Linked DNA regions of Gossypium hirsutum: region 2 is linked to region 1. The links are chromatin contacts, called in public Hi-C maps. All regions are on one chromosome and are shown on one strand. The core of a region is the stretch at or near the end of the contact, and the rest is flanking DNA. Distances in the headings are between cores, read along the strand shown. Region 1 holds the start of LOC107891937. Region 2 holds the start of LOC107891916 (protein OBERON 2).

The links. A called contact is a pair of places that touch in the nucleus more often than the background predicts.
Region 2: a contact with region 1 is called in a Hi-C map of anther, with 2.7 times the contacts expected there. The contact joins the promoter of LOC107891916 here to the promoter of LOC107891937 in region 1. A contact is called at or near these places in 2 of 34 Hi-C or Micro-C datasets (anther and leaf).

The regions. Positions count from the first base shown.
Region 1 is chrD09:29,409,234-29,413,694 of Gossypium_hirsutum_v2.1, forward strand. It overlaps LOC107891937, which reads left to right and starts at 1,867. Exons shown (of 3, transcript XM_016816860.2): 1 at 1,867-2,818. The coding sequence starts at 2,001.
Region 2 is chrD09:29,733,153-29,737,613 of Gossypium_hirsutum_v2.1, forward strand. LOC107891916 (protein OBERON 2) reads left to right here and starts at 2,006. Exons shown (of 5, transcript XM_016816839.2): 1 at 2,006-2,274; 2 at 2,969-3,383. The coding sequence starts at 3,008.

The sequences.
Region 1 (4,461 bases), core at 617-3,116:
ATCATATTCACACTTTCATTTTAGTCATCCAACTTCTAGGTTCCTTTCATTTTGCTCACCCAAAAAATATCAATTTTTTTAAATATTGATTGGGGTAAAAAACATTAAGGATTAAAGTGAAAAATGTTAGAAACTAAAATAATACATTTAAAATTGTCAAATTTGTACTTGTTTATTCCTTTGTCGAAAGTTCTAATTTTCTTTTTCTTTCTATATTGAAAATTTAAATTTCAAAACATCAAAATCAATTAAATAAGTTATTGAAAATTTTTTATCCCTTTATAATGTCAACCAATGTCTCCTTTTAAATCTTAAAATTTTATTTTATGTTTCCAAATTAAAATCAAATCAAATAAATCATCCTTAATAATTGTATATGAAACTCAAATTTGTTTTGATTATATGATCTTGAGTCTTTCATACTAAGCTAAAAGTAAAGAAAAATTCTTACAATTAATTAAATTAATTAAATTTATCTTCCATGCCAAATAAAACCTAGAATTTTTTCATCACTTCTTTACCCAAACGAAAAATAAGCAATTAATTTATTTATTTGCAATGATTTTTCTTTTCTTTTAAGTTAATATGGAAGATAAATTTATATAATAAAAAGAAATTTAAGTTTTGCAGAAAATTATTAAATATGAGTTATTGAGTTGATTTTATTAATAATAATAATATGGAGACATAAAATAAAATTTTAAAATTTAGAAGGAGATTAATTTAATTAATTTCAATATTACAGTAACAAATCGGTTAACATTACCAATGGATAATTTTTTTCAACATTTCATTTAATTGATTTTGATGTTTTGAAATTTAAAATTTCAATGTTAAAAAAAAAAGATATTTAGAACTTTCGGCAAGGGGACAAACAAGTACAATTTGACAATTTTTAAAACATTATTTTAATTTCTACCAATTTTTCACTTTAATCTTTAATGTTTTTTTACCCAATCAATATTAAAAAAGGGATGTTTTTGGGTGATCAAAATGAAAGTGTGAACATGATGTGGAATATACAACTTAAGTGGCATTAGAAATCTAACGGTTGAGTGACTAAAACGAAAACGCCCTAAAAAGTTAAGTGACAAAATTGCAAGGGTTTCATTTTGGATGACTAAAATGACAACGCCTTAAAAGTTGGGTGACCAACTAGAAAATTTACCCTATATATATGTATGATTTATATGATACTATATTCAATTATTATTAAATAATGAGGGTTAAGTAATTAAGTTACTTGAGATTGTTATGTAATATTTAATTTGTTTGGAATTCTTGTGTTTAAGTTGTTTTGTATATTTGAATTGTTGTAAAATTGTCATGTTTAATATGTTTGGATTGTTATTTAACTATTTTTGTTAATTTACATTTATTTAGTGTTAATTATGAATAAATGTTATTTAAAATTAATTTTTGTTTGAATTTATATTATTTTGTGGATTCATATTTGGATTTTTATCTTACATATGATTGAAAATGTTAAATTTAGTTTTTTTACGATGATGATATTTAATTCGGATTCAAATTTAGATAATAATACTCAAATAATTTACGGATTTAAATTCGAGTAATCCAAAAAGTAAGTTAATCGATCTGGTGTGGCTACTAATCCTTGTTTAAGAACCTCTTTAGCTAAGTAAATGCTCCACCAAATGTAAGTTGCATTTGATCCAATTCTCAGTAGTAAGAAGTTTGTGTTAGTAAGTAATTTGCTTTCAAAACTTTATAGAAGAAAGAACTCAAATTATGGATTAAACGCCATCCTTGTTTACATAAACATGACCACATTGATGTCATTAGGTGAAAAAATTATTTGACAAGCACTGAATTAAATCTTAAACTTTGACAAATTATAGGGGTTGAGGGCAAAATTTGAACTTTTTTTTTTTGAAAATCTAAATAATTTACGGGTGAACTTTACAGCGAATAAAAGCTCCATCTTCCTGTGTTTCCCCTAAATGCATCCAAAAGCCTTAAAATCCAACTAAATTCCAATGATGGCGGGACCGAATCCGCCAAAACAACCGTCATCCTCCTCCAACAACCACCGCAAATCCCGCTGGGAATCTTCCTCTTCCAACGCCAATAAAAACCCCTCCTCCACAACCGCCGACCACAAGTCCTACACCAAGCCCAGCCCATGCACCAGGACTGGCCCACCTCCAAGCTCCGCTGCTCATAACAAGTCACAATCCGACCCCAATCAAGCTCATCCCCCCTTCCCCTTCCCCGATCCTGCCGCCCTTGGCCCTCCGCCTCCACCGGCGTATGGATTCCACATGCTGGAGCGTCGGACAATCGTCCTTTACGACGGTAGCGTCCGCTCCTACTTTGCTCTCCCGCCCGATTACCAGGACTTTCCGACTCGACCCATACTCGGACCTCGTGACTTCGGTAGCCCATCAATGGGCTTCCGCGATAATCGCGATTATTGGAATTCGCCGAGTGACGGGCCTGGCCCGTTAAAGAGAAAGTACGGCGATGAAGGCAAAGACCTAAGAGAGGAGAAGAAGGAAAAGATCTACACTTTGGGGCCAGGCGGGTCAGACCGCCTAACTGGAATGAGTAGCCCGCTTGGAAATGAGGAAACTAGGGCAGCCAAGTATATGAGAGTTGGTGGGGGATTTCAAAATAATAATGCGGGGTTTAATCATAAGCATTTGGAGGTTGATCAAAGTGCTCTAAAGAAGGCGTTTTTGCACTTTGTGAAGGCAGTTTTTGAGAATACGGGGCAGAAAAAGAATTACTTCGAGGATGGTAAACAAGGGCGGCTTCAATGCTTGGCTTGTGGCAAGTCTAATGCCAAATTTAGGTTTGATTCTGAATTGGAATTAACTTCTTGAATGCTATTTTTCATTGTTTGAGTTCCATATTATGATTTGAAATCAAAAAATAATGCTTTACTGCTTAGATGCTTCAGTTCTTTCTTAATTTGCTGTGTTGCAACTACTTAGATTAGATTGCTTGTTATGTGGCTGTTAACATTTTAATATATTAAGCTAGAGTGCTGTATTTGATAGGTGATATTGACTTAAGGATGCAAATATCTTGGAGCTTGAATTTAGTTGACTTGTGTTGCATTTACTGCACATAGCACTGAAATCGTTTTCAGTGCAGGTGTTTGATGTTTTTACCTATTTCTTTCTAGAATAATATTTGTCAAGTGTTATTCTTTTGGATAATGTCTGGGTTTTAATACAATGTTTCCTTTTCTTCGTCTGATAGGTGTTTTATAGCATAAACTATTACTAATAAGGATTAGCGGGTGAGTTTCAATAATAAGTTATGGATAAATAATACTGATGGTGCTTACAAATAATTGTTAAATTCAGTTGAGGTAATGCAATGCTGAGGCAGTGTTGTCTCCCTTTTATAAATGATTTTCCGGACAATTTTTCAACAATCTGACATTTCTAGGGTTTTAGGTAAGTGCGCAATCTGATCCCTTTGGCGTGACCTTAAATCTTGGATTTGCTATTACCTTTTTTCTGGTTTGCTTTGTTTGTGGCATAGTTAATCTTGGTTTACTATAATCTTGGTTTTGTTGGCTGCTTGCTGTTACTAACTGGTTCAGAGAAGTGCTTCTCATGTGCCATTGCTTGTGTTATTTTGTATTACGGTCTTTTATCAAACCCAAGTAAGTCTATGTCTTCATCATAAAAATGAAAAATGGCACTTTCTGCTAGCAAGCTTTGGTGCTGGATTGCTGTGTTGGTGATTCTTCATTGTTGATTATTTACTGACTCAAGCCTAATTTATTCATAAAATGAAGGGTAGGTTGTTCCAGATGTATATTTCTCTATAGTGCTTTGATGCAATAGTGATTGGAGTTGTACATAAGGACACCAGTTTATTTATCCATGCAGTGGAAAATTTGTCAGAGATAAAATTGCTGTTTTATATATGTTGTATTATTGTAGCGCTTTTTTCTGTTGCTGGCCTCTGTGTCCTATAGGGTTACTTATTCATATTTGGCTATGTTATTTTTTCTGATGGGTTTTAATATTAGATTCCCTTCCATTTTCATTTTCAATATGGTAAATTTGATTTTTAGATTAACATCAGTATTAATGAGTCTGACCATTTGCAGTTTCACCAAGTCACTGTTTTTGGGTAGTAAGCATGTCCCTAGTTGATTTTGGAAAGTAAGGGGATTTCAGATCCCTTTCCAAGTACCTTTCATCACAATTTTGTCGTAGGTTGGAGCTAAATTGCACCTTTTGCATTTTATAATTACCTATTCTTTTATAGCAACATGTTGTAATTACCTTAGGTTCTTGTAGGCTTTGATTTGGATATTCCTGGTAGACGTTAGTCCTTGTGGCTTAGTTGTTGATAGTTTATGGCCGATATTTTATGCTGCTTGGTACTAATATACCATGGTCTGTAACTTCTTTCTTACCCGCATGACATTGCTGGGTTGGCCTGATTGTGGTAATTTGTAATGGCCATTCT
Region 2 (4,461 bases), core at 756-3,255, 320 kb after region 1:
CAAGAGAGCCTAATTTGACATATCAAATTACGATAGATCATTAAGCCCATCAATTTCATGGGCCTGAGGATCTTGATGCTCGCATCAAGTTCATTTATGAGTATTTCATATAATTGATTAATATTTTTTTATAATTAATATCTTATTTAAATGTTATATATATTAATTTTTTAAAATATTGGTAAATTTGAAACAGTATACCAAAATAAATTAATACCGATATGTACTAGCTCTAATAAAAAAATAATGTGTCTACTAATACAATATTGACTACCTTAATTAGAATAACATATAAAAGATTGCACATAAATTTTTCGTTGAAAATATAACTTGAAAAATCAAACATGAATAAGATAATTTTTATTATCAAACTTTGTAGGTTACAATTTTTGTAGTTTCTTGAATGAACTTTTTTATTCTTTTCTTCCAGGGTCATTTAAATTAGATTTGAAGAGTTTCTTACGAATTGACGCAAAGGTTTTCGAAATTTAATCTTGGATCAACGAGTCTTCTTTAAGTATCGTCAAAATTTGATATTGAAACTAGATTGTCATATTTAATCTTGAAACTAAAGATGATCTTTTTTGCATTGATGCAATAAGTTCGAAGAGAGTTTAGTCCAAGCAAGAGTCTTTGAGTATTGGTTTTAGATGATTGAGTCTGCTTCAAGAGTTCACGAGATTTGATCTTGAGTGGTTGACTCTATTTTAAGGAACATTGAGATTTAGTCTCATCTCATTGGCAAACTAAGAAAGCAAAGCATTTTTTTTTAGAATGCTTGAGAATGAGCTTATAGTTCTTAAAAAAAATTTCAAGTTATTCTATTCCTTTAGAGACTTTTAAAAGCTTTTTAATCTTTTTAACTTCTAAACTTGCCAATAAAAGTTTTTCCAAATATAATTTTTTCAAATGTGAATTTTATAAAGATTAATCTCCCGTATTAATTAATTATTTAACAATTCATTTAAATTAACTAGGAAAAAATCATTTCTTTTTTTTGTCATTTAGCTAATTTAATTTTATTAAAAACAATACAATCTTTATCATTTATCTTTTAATTATTAATTAAAGCTACATAATTTTTAAAGAATATAATCTCTTTACAAAAAGATTGTTAAGTTAAACTTATACATGAGTTGAATAATTGGGTTTCAATTTGAATTATTTATTATTTAGTTATTTTTAGCTTGAGTAAGCACATAAATTTGGTTTACTATTTAAAAAATATAAAAAAATTATATTTATTTATATTAAATTTAAAAGACGAATTGATTTGTCTGTGGCTGTCGCCCATTAATTGTTAAATTATCAAAAGTTTATTATTTTAACAAAGTAATAAATATTTTTGAGATATTTTTGTCTCATTACAATTTTATATGAAATCCAAAAATTATATGCTTATCATAAAATTTGAACTTAAGAACTAATAACATTCAGACCTTTTAACTTTTATCATTTTAACTAAAAATATTACATAATTACTTTTAACTTTATCTTGATCTCACCATAATTTAATTAATATTTATATATTCTATTCATCGAGCTCTTGATATAATGTCAAAAAAAAAAAAACTTCTATTGAAACAACGTTCTAGTTATCTTCAAATTTTAGATTGAATAAAAAATAGTATAATAAGTAATTTTACATTACTTTGTAATTTTTTTATATAATTAGTAATTATTAAATTTATTGATATATTTATATTTTTTATGCGTATAACTTTTTTAATTGATTCGATAACTCTATCACATATCAATTTAAAATTTTATCTATAATAATATATATTAAACGATTAAAAGTTTTTAGGTTTAGATCAATATGATAACGATATCAAAACGATTTAAAAAATTACATGTATAACAAATACAATTATACTAATTAATTCAATATTGGATTGTTGAAATATGAATTGTAGAAAAAATTACTTGTAAAATCATGTTAATTTTATACTCATAATGAATAAATAATAATTTAAATTTATTCAGGTCATAAAATCTTTGTCCAAGCCCGGCCCCTAATGAGTAGTATTTTTTTAATTAGGGTTTCATCAATTCTTCAATCTACAATAGAAAAAAATCGTTTCTCAATTTTTACATTTTCTTCCCTTTAATCCTAACCCTAAAGTTAGTCTTCTCTCTGCTAATTTCTTTTTAAATTTTGTTATCTCAAAATTATTTGATTTCCATTTTAGAAAACCGGAAACGGATTTATTTCAGTTTTAGCTGGTGCAGAGATCGTCAGTCTTGCTCCCGTGAAATTGTTAAACAGTTCAGGTGATTTTTTTTAGTTCTTTTTTTCTGGCGTTTTCTTCCTTCAATTATTAAGTGAACAGGTGAAGTTTTCTAAATTAATAGACGCTACTAACTTAAATTTTACGTTCAAGAAACTTGGATTTCTTGAAGAGATTCTTGAGTTTTTTATTGGATGCTAAAGGAACCTGCATTGTTTTTTATTATTGTTATTATGATGCCATGCCATTAAATTTTGAATCATTAATCTAGATTTAAATGCTTTTCGTAATATTTATTTGATTTTTACTCCAGTAAATTAAAAATGTATAACTATTTTTTTTATGAAAAAGATTTTAATTGCTAGATATGTATAAAAGACAATATTCTTGATTACAATAATAAAAATATCTGATCGAATCAAAATTTAACATGCACCATCAATGTAGTTATATTGCTAAATCCAATTAGTAGTATGTTAAAATTGCAATCATATATTAAGTTAAAATTAGTTTTACACCTGTCTATATATGTCTGAGGTACTCATCTGAATACTGGAAACAGTTTGAGTAGTTCTCAGTACGCAATTTCAGGGGTAGATTCTTCTTTGCTATGGAAGACTGTAAATATGGCTAAGCAGGATGTCATAGGATGAAATTTATGTTGCAATTACTGAGAACTGTTTTGTAATCTTTTAATGGCTGAACTTGTAAAAAATTTTGAATTGCATTTAATGCAGTGTGCTGGTTCTTGGCTACTTCTGCTAAACTTGAATCTTATGGAGATTGATGATACTAAGGAAAATAATGGAAGTACGCCTAGACGAAGAGAAAATAGTCTTCATCTCAGTCCTGTTTTGCCAGAGGCATCTGGGTTTGGCTTGCCGTATGCTCCAGTGGATTGGCCTAAGAAGGGTGACATATGGGCTTGGAAAGTGGGAAGGAGAGTAGCCATTACTGGCCATTTCTTAGATAGGTATTTGTATCCTCCAAAGCGCCTCCAAAAGCTTGTGGACTCAGGCAGGAAACGTGGTCTTGCTAGCAAGCTTTCAGTTGAGCGGTATGTCAAATTGGCGTTCCCTGATGCAGATATTAATGCTTTTTTTGCTTCATTCAGCTGGAAAATCCCTGCAATGAAACATTCTTTGACAAACGGTCAGCCCCAACTAACTGTGTTCATTTTCCTCATTCTATTCTACAGTCTTCATGTTCTCGTTTTAGTTTTTGTAATTATTTATATGGTTCATTGCATTAACTTCTGCATTCTTTTAACTTGTGAAACGTCATAACCCTCTGTTGTCAATATATAATATCTGATTCAGTCTTTCAGCTATTTAGCCTCTTTGGTTGGATCAATAGTTCTCTCCTATATTTATTAAATCCTATTCCTGACAATATGATTCTCTGAGATCAACTTAGACTTGAGTGTCAAGATGCTGTTAGCCAATTTGGGTGACATCGATGATTATCCGATACTTTTGGTTGAAGGACAGGTTTGACTTGTTGCCAAATTAACTCTTTGTTACACTTAGAGTGTGTTTGAATGAAGGATTTAGAGAAAGAATTGCATTTCTATTAAAGGTTTTAAAATTTGAAAAATGATTTTACTTATTTAGGCCAAAGTACATAATGGAAAATTTTAAGTAATTTCAAAAGGGGATTCGAGTTTATCGAAATTCTACCTAAAAAGGTGCTTTTTTTTAATGTTTCTGATAATCTTATTTCATGTAACGCATATGGTCCCAGTATAAATGAAAAACGTAAACTTCAAAATATATATTTTTTAAATTATACTTATAGTTTATTCCAAAAATGAATTTACTTGTTTAGGTAAAAATAAATAATGGAAAATTTAAAAAAAATTTAAAAATTTCGAAAGGGAATTTCAGTCTATCGAAATTCTGCCTAAAAAGATGGTTTTTTAAAGTTTCTTATAATCTTATTTCATTTAACACATATGTTCCCACTATGAAATAAAAAACTAAACTTCAAAACATTATTTTTATTTAATTTAATCTATATTTTATAGTTTATATTATTAAAAATATTATACATTTTTTGGATTCTTAGATCCTTAACCATGAAATGCTCCAAATTGTTGAGTAGGTTGGGGTTTTCTAGTCACTTGACATGTTTTTCATCCTTCGATGGATGAAAAGTTTTATGCAGGATAAAATGAATATAAAGCTATTAATTTCTACTAATATTGTTTTATGGAATTAAAAGCCATTCT